2 separate regions of the Sus scrofa genome follow, and region 1 is linked to region 2. The links are chromatin contacts, called in public Hi-C maps. All regions are on one chromosome and are shown on one strand. Each heading gives the region's core, a stretch centred on a gene start, on an enhancer-like site or on the middle of the called end of the contact. The rest is flanking DNA. Distances are from core to core; before and after follow the strand shown.

The links. A called contact is a pair of places that touch in the nucleus more often than the background predicts.
Region 1: a Hi-C map of mesenteric adipose tissue shows a contact between it and region 2, with 1.9 times the contacts expected there. The contact joins two enhancer-like sites. A contact is called at or near these places in 1 of 47 Hi-C or Micro-C datasets (mesenteric adipose tissue) and 1 of 2 datasets of contacts at active chromatin or transcription factors (skeletal muscle).

What each region holds. Positions count from the first base shown.
Region 1 is chr10:61,237,840-61,240,539 of Sscrofa11.1, forward strand. All of the region lies in intron 2 of LOC110255590 (a long non-coding RNA gene), which reads right to left. Among named protein-coding and RNA genes, the nearest start is that of CELF2, 370 kb to the left of the region's middle. Within about 2 kb of position 1,447, at least 16 of the 83 cell types and tissues checked have an H3K27ac peak or open chromatin away from gene starts, as enhancers often do. A contact at or near this core is called in mesenteric adipose tissue and skeletal muscle, where this site is marked.
Region 2 is chr10:60,825,175-60,827,874 of Sscrofa11.1, forward strand. The region is part of intron 1 of CELF2 (CUGBP Elav-like family member 2); the gene reads right to left. Among named protein-coding and RNA genes, the nearest start is that of CELF2, 41 kb to the right of the region's middle. Within about 2 kb of position 1,302, at least 6 of the 83 cell types and tissues checked have an H3K27ac peak or open chromatin away from gene starts, as enhancers often do. A contact at or near this core is called in mesenteric adipose tissue and skeletal muscle, where this site is marked.

The DNA.
Region 1 (2,700 bases), core at 197-2,696, 410 kb after region 2:
ATGTTTGAGTTATTTTGTTTATTTTATTTTTAATTTTTAGGGGTAAACTTGAAGAAATAGTGTCATCCACGTAGGCTTGGCAGCAGTGTTACTTGTGACAACTAATTTTATTATTAGCAACAAAAGAAGCAGAACCAGGACCTTTTTTCCTGCCATCTGCCTCCTTGGGTCCCTGAATTTGCTCTTTCTCCCCTCATTCCCTAGAGGGAGATGATTATCTGTGAGTGATTTCCATGGTGCAGAATTTCCTTCCAGAGTCTCCATGCCCACGATGGTTGTCTTAATTTGTCAAATTCCAGGAAAGCATCTGACTATAGCCTGTTATTCACAGATTTCTAGATCTACTGGGATTTGAGAGTATCCCCCAGGGTTTTCTGCAATCAACATATATAATAGTACCAGGACTAGGTTTAGAAGCTGAAAACATGGTGTGGCATTAATTTGGGCCATTTTTCCAAACCATTATGCATCGGTTGACCAAATTAGCTGAATGTGATGTGAATTGATTAAGGTGGCTAGATGTACTAATTGATTGTACTGAAACAAAAATCCTTTTGATTGGATAGGTGCAGACCCTTTTGACTGGAAAGATACACTGCACTGTAGAGCTGTTATGTCCCTGCAGTGACTTTATTTGGCTCACATGTACTGGCCAAAGGTGAAAGGTGAAAGGTGAAAAGTAGGCAAAGGCCATTCTGCTTTAGATAATGATATGGAATGGGTGTCTGGTATGGATTGTAGAAATTTGTGCCCAGGCTCGGCCATGATCGATGTCAACTGTCACTAAAGTGGACAAGATGGTAAAAATGAAGCAAAGGCCATGAGGAAAAAGGATGTGTTTGTTGTCCATGGGATGTTCTTCCAAGGGCCTGCTGCCTAGTACATACTGTTCTTTCTCATTCCAAGTCACTGAGATAAGTGAAAAACAAAAATAAACCCTGGATACACAGTCGATGGAAATGCAGAGACAAGAGACGAGAGTACAATCCAGAAAGGCTTGCCGAGTCCAGTTTTATCAGAATCTTATCAGATGGGCCCTCCATCTCCTGGCTGTGGGGTTAAGCATATTGTGCTACGGTCGACCTCCCTGGGCTCTGGGCCAAGCTCACCGGTTTCATCCCCTGGCTGACAGTGGGCAGTTAGATCCCCTCACTTCTCTGCCTCTCAGTGTATCTCATCAGTGAATTGGGTACAATCGACCCTATCTCACAGGGTTGTGTTAAGCCTTTGCTGAGATAAAATTATGTAAAGCACGTGGCGCAGTGTCTGACACATTGTAAATCTTCACCTGTAAGTTCTTGTTTCTCCTCATCACCATTCTCATGGCGGGATGTCCTCCCTCTTCCTCATCTCGGGTTTGTCTTGACTCCTCCAGCCTCTTCACACTGAGGCTCAGGTCCACTTCCTTCCAGAAGCCACTGTGCCGCCAAGCTGTTTCCAAGGGCAGCTTCCTGCTGTGGAGGCTTTAGGTCAGGTCCTGGCCGGGGAAAGAGGAGCGAGAGCCAACTCTCCCTGAGGGAGAGGCTTGATGCCTCTGAACTACTGCCAGCAGACCCGATTCCCCACTGGTAAGATTAGCATCTTTGCAGAATCAGAATATGGTATGAGAAGAAATAATTCAGAGTAAATTAAATGATGACTCTGCAATCAACTTGCAAACTGCCCTTTTACTTTTAGCAAAACAGGGAGCTCTTTTCTGATGTGTGTCTGGCACAGATTACCCCATTTTCTGCTCTCTGGAGAATAAGGGCCTTTTCTAGATACTCTCTGCAGATGGGTTTTGAATTGGAGCAAATAAGAGTTAGCTGTTCTGTCATTTGTAGGAATTCCATGGGCTGCATTTCCTGTGTGAAAGAAGGCATTTCACGAATTGTGTTGTTTAGACCAAAGACGCTTATGGCCATAAAGGGGGCTCCAACCAACCACTTCAAAACCAGGTACACCAATGCACGTCCTGCCAAGAGTCCACTCTTTGGCTCTATTACAAATTTTTTTAAAAAATTTGTATTAAAGTATAACTGATTTACAATGTTCCTTCCATTTCTGCTATATAGCAAAGTGACCCAGTCCACACACACACACACACACACACACACACACACACATTCTTTTTTATGTTTCACGCTATCTTTCATCATGGTCCAACCAGAGAGACTGCAATAGTTCCCTATGCTGTACAGTAGGATCCCATTGCTTGTCCGTTACAAGTGTAACAGTTTGTATCTAGCACCCCCAAATTCCCATCCCTCCCACTCCCTCCCCCCTCGCAACTACAAATCTGCTCTCCATGTCTATGGTCTGTTTCTGTTCTGTAGACAGAATCATCTGTGCTATATGTTAGAGTCCACATATAAGTGATATCATACAAGATAGATTTAAAATAAAGTCACAAGAGACAAAGGACACTACATAATGATCAAAGGATCAAACTATTAAGCAATCTTTATCTCAACTTGAAAATGTTCTATTCTTTTCTCAATCCACAGCAATAACCTTGGTGACTTTCAAGAATCAATCCACCTTTTCAGTGCTTAATCCTTCATGGTGTTAAAAGGTGTTTTTTTTGTTTTGTTTTTTTCTTTGTCTTTTTGCCTTTTTCTGGGGCCGTTCCTGTGACATATGGAGGTTCCCAGGCTAGGGGTCTAATTGGAGCTGTACCTGCTGGCCTACGCCAGAGCCACAGCAATGTGGGAACCGAGC
Region 2 (2,700 bases), core at 52-2,551:
TGATCAGACACAAGCAAGGCCCGCAGACCCATGTGCATAACCCCGTGGCCATCAGAAGGCAGTAGTGAAGACAGGACGGGATCCAGCGCACTCGAGCACAACGTCAAAATATCGCTCCAAGTCAAGCTGCTGAGAGCCGTCGTCCAGACTCACATCTGCAACCCAACATGTGGGAAGCTGCGACGGGGCGGGGCGCGGGGGTGTGAAACACACAGAGATGCAATTTCGAAAACAATTTAAAAGGCACACAGATGAGCAGAGCTCTCAAAATTCAGGCTTACGTTTGATGCCCCCCCCCCGCAAGAGGAAAGTAAAGACTTTTCAACAGAACAGTCTGTTCAAGGCACCTAAGAACATGCAGAAAACATGAAGTGATTTCCTTCCTGCCAATTTTTTCATGGTAATAGGTTACACCCAAGATCCCACTCAATCCTGCGCATATTTTTGTAGCTCCTCTGGCTTCTAATACAGGAAGCGAGAACACAGAGGGAAAACAGACAGGGCTGTAAAATACCTAATTTCTGTTTTCCTGACAATTTCCATGATGTTGTGCTCCCTGTCACTCATTTAAATTGGGTGTTCTGTACCCAGAACACTTACACGCGACACCTTCACGTGTGCGTGTGTTGGGGGGTTTTTAACCGACTAATTCATACACCTACACTCATCATTACAGTCCGTGAATAAGAACCAGATTGGCGGCAGCAGAAAGCGCCAGTGCTCTGTCATAGATCCCGTTCAAAAGTCTGGAAGGGCCTGGGAAAGAAAAGAGGGCCATGTTCGTAAATTCTACCCTCCGTGTTTGCCGGATGTGTTTAGCAGCTCAGTGGGTCTTAACAAGCATCATACCGCTGTCAAATGGGGGTGATCTAACTCTCCCCAGATGCCAATCGTCCTCGCATGTGGGGGGGACTGCAGGTGAGGATGAGATAGCACATTAGGACTGGCGGCACGAAAACATATGCCGTCACCAACAGCCACCCTGAAATGAAAAGCTGACTGGCATCAAGTGACAGGGGCTGCCCTTCCACTCAGAAAGCCAAGCATCTCTTTCTAACGTCCACGTGGGGGTTCACCTCTCACCCCTTGTACACATGGGCTAAAAATGTGTCTGTTCATTGCCAATTTTTAAACAGTAGCAAGAGCCCGAATGCAAAGGAAGAAAAAGAAGCGACTTTTCCACTGTCAGCAGTGTGAGTGACCTACAGCTATGAAACTCCACTCTGTTTTCTGACGGTGTCTGGGAGATTAATAGCCTCCACAGCCCCAACTATACTTCCTGGGCATTCTCTAGTGACTGAGCCAAGCAGGGTGACACATGGCGCATGACTAACTGGAATACAGCCTTGGGGGTATTGCAGGGAGGGGGACAGGTGGACAATGAACTTGGAAGAGGACAGATCTGACAAGCAACAGCTCTTACATGTGGATTTCTGGCTTTGTGGGCCTGTTTAAACGATGAATGATTTGAGTTTCGGATGAGTATTAACCTGAATTTCCCGTGATGTTGACAGTTGACACCTGGGAGGGAGGAAAACACTGTCACCTTTGGGCATCATCTCACCCTAGAACCCACTCGCCAGTGGGAGGCTGGCTCAACTAAGCAGTGGGGTTTTCACCGAAATGTGACCAATGGAGAATGAAAATCCCTACATTCTACAGAAAAACTGAACCAGAAATCAGCATTCAGGGTAGGCACGGGGGCCTTACGTAGTACCAGAATTCCAAACAAACAAGATCTCTTCAGGACTGTACGTTTTCTAAAAAGAAGTACTATTTTTCTGCTTCCAAAAGGAACCAAAACTGTGTCTCTGGTATCTGCACAAAGAGCAGCTTTCGGTATCTGGTATCTCTGAGGCGTCTTTATCATCAAAGGTCATGATCCTACATAAGAATGTTCACCCAGTGTTCCCCCAAAGTCTGTTCTCGAAAACCCTGATACCATAGAAGTTCTACCAAAAGCTTCTGGGGTCAAGAATCTAGAAACACCTTCTCTCTCATATCTACAATCCCCAGAACCCAGCCAGTTCTAAAGATTAGTCTGGAAAGAAAGATAATTAAAGATACTTTCAACTTTGTTTAAAACTGTGACTGCTAAGCTTGCTTTTGGCCCCTGAACCCTCTCCATCCACCTGACAACCTCCTTGTGGGTCTAAAGAATCTACTTTGGAAAAAAACACTCATGTAAAACCTGAGCTCACGCTTTGCCTGAAAGCAAAGAAGGAAAATTATACTCAGAAATTCAGAGGGGGCGCTCCTGTCGTGGCTCAGCAGAAACGAATCTGACCGGCATCCGTGAGGATGCAGGTTCCATCCCTGGCCTCGCTCAGTGGGTTAAGGATCCCGTGTTGTTGTGAGCTGTGGTGTAGGCCTGCAGCTACAGCTCTGATTTGACTCCTAGCCTGGGAACCTCCATATGGCATTAGTGTGACCCTAAAAAAAAAAAAAAAAAAAAAAAAAAGACATCAGAGGAAAAGATAGTTAAAGGTTCTCTCTGCCTAGAAGGCTCTCATGTACGTGGTAATGGGTCTGTGGAAGCTTAATTGTGAGTTGTTGTTGTTGTTGTTGTTGTTGTTGTTTTAATGAAGAAAACCATCACTTTTCCTCTAAAATGTGTTGACGCCCAAACAGGAGGACTCTGAAGGATGTGTAAAACCACCCCCTAAAATTCTTTTCTGGTGAAGCAATACCCAAGCGCTC